Linked DNA regions of Mus musculus: region 1 is linked to region 2. Evidence: chromatin contacts called from public HiChIP or PLAC-seq data. All regions are on one chromosome and are shown on one strand. The core of a region is the stretch at or near the end of the contact, and the rest is flanking DNA. Distances in the headings are between cores, read along the strand shown. Region 1 overlaps Lrba (LPS-responsive beige-like anchor). Region 2 overlaps Lrba (LPS-responsive beige-like anchor).

What was found. HiChIP or PLAC-seq counts read pairs in DNA pulled down with a chosen protein or histone mark.
Region 1: a RAD21 HiChIP or PLAC-seq map of pro-B cells shows a contact between it and region 2, with 5 times the contacts expected there. The contact joins two enhancer-like sites. A contact is called at or near these places in 1 of 15 datasets of contacts at CTCF or cohesin (pro-B cells) and 1 of 9 other capture datasets (embryonic stem cells).

Annotation. Positions count from the first base shown.
Region 1 is chr3:86,675,899-86,681,488 of GRCm38.p6, reverse strand. The region is part of intron 47 of Lrba (LPS-responsive beige-like anchor); the gene reads right to left. Among named protein-coding and RNA genes, the nearest start is that of Gm52625, 72 kb to the left of the region's middle. Within about 2 kb of position 3,483, at least 38 of the 459 cell types and tissues checked have an H3K27ac peak or open chromatin away from gene starts, as enhancers often do. A contact at or near this core is called in pro-B cells, where this site is marked.
Region 2 is chr3:86,266,427-86,271,994 of GRCm38.p6, reverse strand. The region is part of intron 2 of Lrba (LPS-responsive beige-like anchor); the gene reads right to left. Among named protein-coding and RNA genes, the nearest start is that of Gm26343, 6.2 kb to the left of the region's middle. Within about 2 kb of position 3,489, at least 2 of the 459 cell types and tissues checked have an H3K27ac peak or open chromatin away from gene starts, as enhancers often do. A contact at or near this core is called in pro-B cells, where this site is marked.

The sequences.
Region 1 (5,590 bases), core at 2,234-4,733, 410 kb before region 2:
CGATTCTGAGTCTTCCTTGTATAGTGTGAGGATTGAGTACAGTGTTTGGCAAACAATATGTGACATTAAATATTTGCTGAATGAAACACTAGAACTTTAGAATAAGAGAGATATGCTGCAAAGTTTTAGTGCTTTTCTTTATTTAGAAGCCATGCACGGTAATAGAATCTCTCTCCCTCCTCTATAACTCCTCATCTAAATTTCTCTATAACCACTAATTTCTTTGGAGTTAAAATGCAGGTTCTACAAACCAGCCCCAGATTACGAGTATTTAATTCATGAACTACAGACACTTCTACCTGAAGAATGGGCTGAACACAGTTTTACCAGAGTAATAAATAACTTCAGATGCCTTTGTGAGATGCTTAGCCATAGGGATCGCCTATTAATTTTCCCTTCTGAATATATTTTCACATGAAGAAAGTATTACCAATCATTATTTTATGGTACCACAGCAGAGAATCTTTAATCTTCTTCTACATAACAATTCTCTGACCATAATGGCCAAGTGATCATTCCGTGCTGTATCTATCCTAAATCTATCACAATACTTAAAACATCCTGCTGATTTTCCATGGCCACTTCCTACTTACTGCCAAGGATTTAAATAACTTAATCATGGTCAAGATCCAGCTAACTAATCTGACCAATCTTCACACATTTCAACTGAAAATATGTAAGGCAGTCTAACATATCATGTTTAGATCATAAACTTTTATGAAGTTACTAAGACAATATGAGGATACAAACCATATGGTCAAAATTATTAAATATGTTAATTATACTGCTTAATTTCAGTTGAATTAGAGTTGCATGTAATAAATATTCTCTGTAATGTAAAGTTTAGGGCATTATAAGTGGGGGTCAGTAATGAGAATAAATGGAGAAATAAAATATACCTGCAATTGTATGGAATTAAAAGATAACAGTCACAGTTTCTGTATCTACATGTCAGAAGGACTGAAGTGGAAGTGAAGTCTCTGCTTGGGCCACAGAGTTAATGAAGATAAACAGGTAGAATCAGAAAAAAGGCAGATTCCATTCATTCAACATTAAAAAAATGTTTAACAACAATGTCTGTGAAGATATACTTCAGGCTTAATTTCTATGAGTAGGAGAGGCACCATGATAACAGTAGTAAGGAGTAGGTTCCGTCTCTAGGAAACCTAAGGTACTGCTGGCTTAGTAACACAGTACTGCTCATCATGTGTAAGGCCCTGCGCTTCTTCCCAGCACTCAGCCACCCACTCACCCAAAAAGGTAATCCCACCTGAGACTGAGACCAAGAACCATAATTCTATTGTATACTTATATGACTGTGTAAACGCAACCATAGGATTAAATGAAAAACTTGTTACTCTAACCATTGCACATGGTTCTTTCTTTGTTGTTGTTTCTTGATTTTGTTCTTTGAGACTGGCTTAAAGCTCACCATGTAGACCAGACTTAACTCAGACTTCTGGTCTCCTATGCTGGCATTGGGATTGCAGGTGTATACCATCAATCGTGGCTGTCAAGTATCAGCACATAGGAAAGATGTATGGGTATGCATTTAAATTATTCTTTATTTGGAAAAAAAATTCTTGTCAGCATCCTCTTTCCTATAAAGTAATGTGTTAATTTTATGTGCCATATTGATTAGGCTAAGAGAGGCCCAGGTAGCTAACAGTTGCTATTTTGAGGACTCTCAAATATTTTCAAGAGGTTTTTAGAAGAGATTAGCATTTGAGTCAGAATCTAAGCCTTAAGAATCTTATCAGTGTGAGCGAGCATCATCCAAACCACTGAGAACCATCAGAGAAGAAAGAGACAGGGGAGAACTCGCTCCATAACTTGAGCCCAGACATGCATATTCTCTTAACTTTGGATATTACTGCTTGAGGTTCTTGGGTCTTTAGATTCTGTGATTTACACCAGTGGTCGCCTGTTTCTCAAGATTTCTCTCACTGTAAGAATTCTATCAGTGGCTTCCCAGGTGTGGTTTAAACAAGAATGCTCCCCACAGGCTCAAGTATTTGAACCCCTGGTCAGACTTGGTGCTGCTGCTTTGGAAGGTTATGGAACGTTTAGGCAGTAGAATCTTACTGGAGGAAGTATGTCACTGGGGGTGGGCTTTGAGACTTTCAGCCTCATCTCCTTCCTGCTTGTTCTGCTTCCTGTGTGTGGCTGACATGTGATCTCTCATCTTCCTGCTACTGTCACCATGCTTGCCCTATCATTATGGACATCTAGTTAACTACAAGCCCAAATGCTTAAGTTGATGTTGATATTTTATAGTATTTTATTATAGCATAAAAAATAATTAGTACAGCATACTTAGAGTTTTAACACTGGCTCCCTTGGTCAAAATCTTGAACTGAGTTACACCACAGGTTCTCTTGGGTCTCTACACTAAGACAATTTATGTCTTCAATAATTATGTGAGCCAATTCAAAAGCTTAATCCATCCCCACCCCCTGTACTGTTCTTTCTGATTAGTACTAAGCATTTTCTCTAACATACAATATGTCACATCGTCATTCTACAAATATAATTTTGCTCTTTATTTAAGTTTTGAAAAAATAATACCTACTAAAATAATCTGACCAGCAAAGAATAAAGAAATCATCTAAACATCAACTATTAAAATGTTGCTAGAGATCTGTTTCATAAGAATATTTTTCTTATGCATCTATAAACAAATACATTAACTCACATCTACAATTTTTATCATCTGAACCATCCTTTTTTCATTAATTTTATTTAATGAAGATAAATAAATTAATTAATAAATTTTGAGTTTTTTTAAATGAAAACCAGTAGGTGAAAGTATTTTTCTCATTCAATTCATATTTTCATTCAATAAATCTAATATAAAGTGCATTTTCAAAGAACTTTCTATATAACCACAACCTATTATAGCACATGTGGCAATAGAACTACCCCACAGGCAGCACAGTGGGGTGAACATGGTCAGCATGCATTGGAGTCTCAGCTCAGTATACTAATGATCAATAGTCATGACTTTGGCAAGTTACATAAACTCTGGCTCAGCTGCCTAATATAGAGTAGAGAAATAGCACTTATCTCACAGGACTGTTGTAAGGATTAAAGAAACTAATCCAGAATATATAGCAGAATATAGAACATATTAAATGCTCAGTGAGACACAGTTACCTTTTTCTTAAAAACAAAAGCTTGAATTGAACAAAGCTTTATTAAAATAAAGAACAAATACCTATGAAAAACACACAATGAAGAGTTAAAAATACACTAAATGCATTGCAGTATCTTCTCTAGTGCAGAGAACAAAAAAAGTTGACAAAAGAAAACAGAGAAGACTAGAGGTTTTCATCGAAGGCATTGGATTGTCAGGACAGAAACATGGTACCTGTTGAGAGGATTAATCTTACACAACACAGGCCAACTACAACAGGGAAGGTGTCACTTAGAAAGACTTAGAACAACTGAAACCACTGTGTAGTGAGTGCGACTGAGGGGAGGAAGTGAAATGTGTTCACAGGAAGAGGCAGAGGAGCCCAGGAGAGGAAGTAAGCCAATAAGCAGAGTACCTTAGTGGGCCCCAAGGAAAAGAAGAGGGAGATGCTGTCACTTAAATGGGAGACCTTACTTTTTCTCAGGGTCTCTCTGGTGCTGTAAGAAGCTGCTGTTTTTTCTTTGTCTTTGTGAAACAGAGGACAGAATTCAGGACCTTACATATGCAAATGTGCAAGCCAGGAGCTGGAGCTCCTCTTTTAACTTGGCCACACTGGGTAGGCTGGCCTTGAGTTTTCAGTCAGGCTCTGAGCATGTGCTCCTGTCTCAGCCTCCTGTGTAGCTGGGATTACAGTACTGTGCTATCAGGCCCAGCTAAAGCTTTATATTTACTGGAATATATTTATTGCAACTGGTACAAAACATATGTGAAAATTTAACTTGTGCTTTTAAATAATTAAATGTATATTTCCTAAGTATTATAGGGGGACTATTGATGATGGGGGGACTCATACAGTAATCATTCAGGGCAATTTTTCAGTATCCATTTTGAAAATTACAACATAATCTGACAAATATAAATATAGCTTACCTAAAATCTAGAACATTCTATTATAATATTTCAGCTCCTTAACTTTAATAAAATTATTATTATTACTACTACAACTACTACTACAACTACTACTACTACTACTACTACTACTACTACTACTACTACTATTATATTTGGGAGCTTTCAAGACAGGGTTTCTCTGTGTAGACTTGGCTATCCTGGTACTTGATTTGCAGACCAGTCTGGCCTTGAACTAACAGAGATCCGCCTGCCTCTGCCTCCGGAGTTCTGGGATTGAAGGTGTGCATCACCACACCTGGCAACTTACTCTTTATATGTCTTATAATTGTTGTTCATGTTTTATGCATAAGCCAGTATTAGAAATTGCCTATATTTTATTGAAATACCATGCCTATCCTTCATGAACTATTTTGTGTCACTTACCGTATGGTTCTAAACTGGCTATGACATCTCATATCAACAGATTCATGCTCAGGTGGGTCAATCACACAAACACATCAAAGAATAAATTTTCCTGTTACATACACACTAAATTTTTCAAACAGTATTTGTAAGACTCTCCAATTTAGGGAGTATCTATTTTACGAGTATCTGTTATAACTTATATTGCCCTATGGTGTCAAGTTGGCCATTCGTAGGATGATCCTGATGGAAACATAAACAAGTCATCTGCTGCTGAGATGCAGATTACATTGCTCCCAGGCATGGGGACCATAAATTATGTCATTGTATTTTTAAAAGTGATCAAAACAGGATCTATTATATGTCATTTTTGGTATACAGGATTATTTAAATAATTGTAATACAACTTTATGAACACTAAATTAAGGAGATAACGTACAAGGTTATTCCAAAGATGTTTGTGAAAAGACAGGCAATTAAGTGGTTACTGCAGGCTGAGTTATACCCACTCTAACATGACTCCATATGTTGGTATTTTAACCTCTAGTAACTCAGAATGTGACCTTATCTGGAGATGGATTATTTATACAAGTAATCATGTTAAAATGAGGCCCTAATCCAACAGACTGGTGTCTTTATAAAATGAGAACAGGGAGACAGATATACACATAGAGAGGAAGGAATGGGGAGACTGGAGTTAACACTGTCCGGTGGCTTTCACAGGAAGAAGTTCCTACATAGGCCTTGAACCACGAGACTATATATTTTTGTTATTTTACCTACCTAATATACAGTACTCTGTTACAGAGATTCAAGAAGCTAACACTCATAGCTATAGGTAAAGTTACTTCTAAAAATCTATATTATCTAGCAATAACAAGTTACACTGCATCCTATATTGAGGGCAAGAATTCTATAAAGGTTTTATTTGCTCAGTTTACAAAACTGATATATGGGGAGCATATTAGAGAAAAGCATTTTATCAATACAGACTTAAGAAATATATAACTGTAGTCACATAAGGGAATATAAGGAATATAACTATTTCTAGAATGTAGGAGCAAATACCTAGGAGTAAGGCCATGAAGCACCTAACTTACAACTGAAGGATTTTATAAAAATATGTGTGTATATGTGTTC
Region 2 (5,568 bases), core at 2,240-4,739:
AGGACTTGTTATAGGATTAGCTGTTCCACTGGCTAGTTCCTGTTGAAAAGAAAAACCATACTAAAACCAATATGAATTGCAACTTGATAGAAAAAAAGAAGCCAAATTAAAGAGAAGGAATGCTCATGTGAACACAAATTCTTTAGCCACTTACAGATTCCATTTCTTTAATTCTCCCTCAATCTCTACCCACAAAATAATAAGTGAATATACTTAATCACCTACCCTATACATTTAAAAGAGTTGATATTGTAATATAACCCCCAAAAAATTAAGCAATAGTATTCTCAGAGAGTTTTACTATATATTCTATTGGCCAAGCTCCATACTTGCATTAGAGAAAAATATGTAAATTTAAACCTTCAAACAGGAAATGAAATTTTCTAAATCCATTACATAACTTCAGACTCAGGAATGAACTGAAGGATAATAAATCATTTAAACCTTCATACACAGAACCTTTTTAAATTTGCATTTATCCACAGTAAATACAGCCATGTTCTTTAATAGATTACTAGTTCAATCTAGCAAACTAGTGATTTATAACACTGTCATATTTTAAAAATCAGAAATCTGTCACTGGTGACAAGTAGTCAGAAGTCCACTGAACTTCCATTACATGGACTGAAACACCACGGGATATGAGAGATAGCGAACGGTCATACATCCCATATTCAAATCAATCACCTCAATACTGTGTCTATCTGTCTATAGCTGTAAAATTACATACTACTGAATATTCCTATTGTTCAAGCATCCTGCAACTATTACCATTCAATCTTCCAGTCACTCAAGGCTTCCAAGCTACTTTAAAATGTATTGTTGATTTTATAGTTACTAATCTGAAGCCTTATTTTAAAGAACAGTAAGATTTGGAAAATATAAAAGAATAATCTATTTCTCCAAAAAGTATGAACTGTTATATCTTATACTTCAGACCCAAAAGCACATTCCCTGGGGAAAACTACTGAATCAGACTTTATAAAAAATTAATATATATTAATATTTGCATAAAATGTATAAGTATATGTAATATGTATAATTAATATATTAATATGTGTATAATGAATAAAATGGTAAACTACAGACTATATTTGAAAACCAAATATCTCACAATAGAAAATCTAAAGAATTCTCAAATTCAAGTAAGACTGTGTCTCAAAAAAGAAAAACATTGACAAAATTTAATGTGGTTGATCAAGAAAAATGAAAAAAAAATCAAATCATTAAAATCAGAAATGAAAGAGAGCACATTGCTACCAGCTTTACAGAAAGAGAGAGAGAGAGAGAGAGAGAGAGAGAGAGAGAGAGAGAGATTACAAAAGAATACTCTGAACAGATTTATGTCTAAAGTAACAACTTAAGATAAAAGGAACAAATTCCTAGAAAGCCACTTATTTCTGAAACTAGTTCTAAAAGAAAGAGAAAAGATAAATAGGCTAGAAACAAATAAAGTGATAGTAATCAAAAACAAAGCTGGAGCTCTGATAGTTTCTGTTAAAAAATGAACTAGTGTGATTCTTTACAAACTCCTCAAAAACACTGAAGAGAAAACTTTCAACTCAGTCAATGAGGCCAGTGTTACCCCTGTGCCAGACATAACAAAGTACAGGAGAGATCACTACACATGAGACCAAAAATATTAGCAACATCTACAAGTAATTCCACACAATAAGCAAATCATATTTACTCTAGAAATGCAAGTTTAGTTTAACATATAAACACTAACAAATATGGGGCTGGACAGATGCCTCTGTCAGTAAAATACCTAGGACCTAGGTTCAAGGCCCACAAATTTAAAAAGCCAAATAAAGTGGCATAGTTTTAATGCCAACCCTGGGGAAGCAGAGACAACTGGATCCCTGCTGGCCAAGCAGCCTAAGCTATGTGAAGAGTTCCAGGCCTGTGAGAAAACATGTGTCCAAAAAAAAAAAAAAACAATAAAAAAAAAAGAGAGAAAGACAGTGGATGAAAAATATATATATACAAGGTTGAGCTCTGGCCTCCACACACAAATGCACAGGCACCTACATACACAAACACACATTCTTGTGCACACACATACATATGTACACACAGCAAAAAACAGTAGATTATATACTGCATGAATAACATGACAAGGAAAATCATATGATCATCTCCATAAACACAAAAAATGCATTTGTCAAGATCTAACAGTCTTTCCTGATGAAAACACTTCAAGTAGATACAGACAAGAATGTGCTCAAACTGTAAGGATCAGGACAACCAACCTCTTGCTTAACAGAAGCATCACTAGAAACTCAGAAGATAATTAATCTTTGGATCTATACACATATACATGTACACACACACACACACTTCAATACATAAAACTGTAATTGGTATTATTTAAAAATATTATGTGTGTAGTGAAAACAAAGCAATAGCCAACAAAGTAATAACGATTGTGCATAGTACCCACACTGAAACCCTGAAAAAGCACTTCTGACCAAAGAAAATCATGAAAAACTGAGCTTAAGTTATTTTGCCATACACAATAGCAGGAATATAATCAATTCAAAAAGGTTGTGACAAAAAGACTCAAGAGCCAGTCTCGGGCTGGAGAGATGGCTCAGTGGTTAAGAGCACTGACTGCTCTTTCAGAGGTCCTGAGTTCAATTCCCAGCAGCCACATGGTGGCTCACAACCATCTGTAATGGAATCGGGTATGTCTGAAAACATGAAGACAGCAACAGTGTACCCATATACATAAAATAAATAAATAAATCTTTAAAACAAAAGGGCCAATCTAGACCTATTGGACCTATTAGACCCTACTGACCAGACACATCAATCTGTAGTTCAGTGATGAGCATCACTGCAATCATCCATTCATTCATAGAATTTTTAAATCACAAATTTACTGGTTTCCTCTGAGGCAGTAGTTCTCAACCTTCCAAATGTTGCGACCCTTTAACACAGTTTCTCATATTATGGTGACCCCCAAAGATAAAATTATTTTCATTGCCAGTTCATAACTGCAATTTTGCTACTGTTATGAATCGTAATGTAAATATCGGATATGTAAGATATCTGATATGCAACCCTTGAGAACCACTGCTCTAAAAAATAATTATAAAGCAGAATTATCGGATATACTGTGGAAATTAGTAAATTAAAGGAAAGAATTATGCATTTATTCTGCCCTCTATAAATGTACACTGGTGACCATACCACTAGATAAACAAATAACTGTTTCTTCATTGAAAGATTCCAGTTAAATACACACATACCACAGAGAAAGAGAGAAAGAGAGAGAGACAAAGACAGACAGACACTATCAACATTTTTTTGTTATTTTTGTTTTTTTTGTTTTTTTGTTTTGTTTTGTTTGGTTTGGTTTGGTTTGGTTTGGTTTGGTTTTTAGATCCAGGCAAATAAATACATTTGGATGGTGAATACCAGGGCCGATAACATCACTCACACTGAGAAACCAGGCATAATTGCTTCCAGTGAAAGAGCACAGCACCACCTACAGTCTAGTTACAGGAATGGAAGCTGAGTCTGACAAAGGCTCTAGATTGTCCTGCCAAAATGCAGGAAATACAAAGGACCTCAGGATATGTTTAACTACATCCAGACAGAAACACTATGAAATGTCATAAGTTCCAGGTTCTTCAATAAATAAATTCATCTGATACTTTTGAAGTATATTAGGCTAGGTGTGGTACTATATATCTGTAGGCAGAGAGTGCAAAAATTTTAGGCCAGTTTCAGCCACACAGCAAGTGAAAGGCCAGCTGTGGCAGCTACAGTGAGCACCTGTCTCAAAGAATCAAATTAATTAGTTGGTTAATTAATTACAAATAAGCAAAGCTAGACTGTAACACAAGAATATGTTGTTGGATAAGAGAATAAAAAAGAAGAAATTTTTAATAGTTTTAAGTCTACATTTGAGGAGGGAAAAAATGCTTTTAGTGGGATTCTGAAAAAGCTATAAACATTATATTGCTTAAACTGGCAATGCTTTCCAGGCTATTTGTCCTTCATTTTATTTATTTTGTTTCATGTTCTATCTAATTTACAATGAAATGTTAATGTAATGTGTACTTTGATTGTTCAATTTATAGCTTTAAAATATCTACCATTTGCCGGGCAGTGGTAATGCACGCCTTTAATCCCAGCACTTGGGAGGCAGGGGCAGGCCGATTTCTGAGTTCCAGGCCAGCCTGGTCTACAGAGTGAGTTCCAGGACAGCCAGGACTACACAGAGAAACCCTGTCTCAAAAAAAAAAACAAAATCTACCATTCAATCACAAATAAATACCATGATTATTCCTTGCAATAACTGCCAATAAACTTGTGATGACAACCCAATCTCCACACTTCAGACACCTTAAACAGCAAGATTCTCAGAATGCATTCTTGAATCACTATACAATTTCTCTGAAAAATTTCTCTTGAAAATAATTTATATTTTTAGACTTAATCCTCATCAATATCTAAAAATGCTCAGGAATAAGAATAATCTAGAAATACTGTTAAGACATCCGCAATATCCAAAGTATACTGGGATAAAACAGAAGGTCTATACCCATCAATAAAGTCATGACAGAAGTTTGGCCACAAAAAAAGACAAAGATTAGAAAAATAAATTGAGGGACTAGAGAGATGGCTCAGCGGTTAAGAGCACTGACTACTCTTCTGAAGGTCCTGAGTTCAAATCCCAGCAACCACATGGTGGCTCACAACCATCCAAAATGAGATTTGATGCCCTCTTCTGATGTGTCTGAAGACAGCTACAGTGTACTTACATATAACAATAAATAAATCTTTAAAACAAAAAAAACAAAAACAAAAAAAAGAAAAAGAAAATGAGAAATTATTAACTTCAAATGGGTTATCAGTTACAGAAAATGAATTTAAAAAACAAAGAACACTATAAGCTTTTTAAATCTTTCTGCCTTTTTCTTTCTATAAGTAGAAAATAAATTAAATATACAATCGCCGGGCGTGGTGGTGCATGCCTTTAATCCCAGCACTCGGGAGGCAGAGGCAGGTGAATTTCTGAGTTTGAGGCCAGCCTGGTCTGAAAAATGAGTTCCAGGACAGCCAGGGCTATACAGAGAAACCCTGTCTCAAAAAACCAAAAAAAAAAAAAAAAAAAAACCAAAAAAAAAAAAATATATATATATGTATGTGTGTGTGTGTGTGTGTGTATAAAATCTTTGGGAAAAGTTATCAAGCAAGAATAGCCACGAAACATGAGAAAAAAAGAGAAACAATAGGAAAGTACCTCTATCAGAAGATTAAAGCATAATTCAAAACGGGTTTTTTTTAAAGTGTAATACCTGTGCATGAATGTCAGCTAGCTATGGATGAGAATAGAAAATCCACAAAATGACCAAAAATAAAAGAAAACTACCATAATAAAAGCAATTTTTAAACACTTTATCAAGAACTAAGAGTTTATATATATATATATATATATATATATTAACTCATTTAATATTCTACAAATACATAAAAGTACTGTACCATTCTTATTTCAAGGAACTGAGGCATACACAAACAGATGTACAAGATTTCAGAACCAGAAAGTGTTGC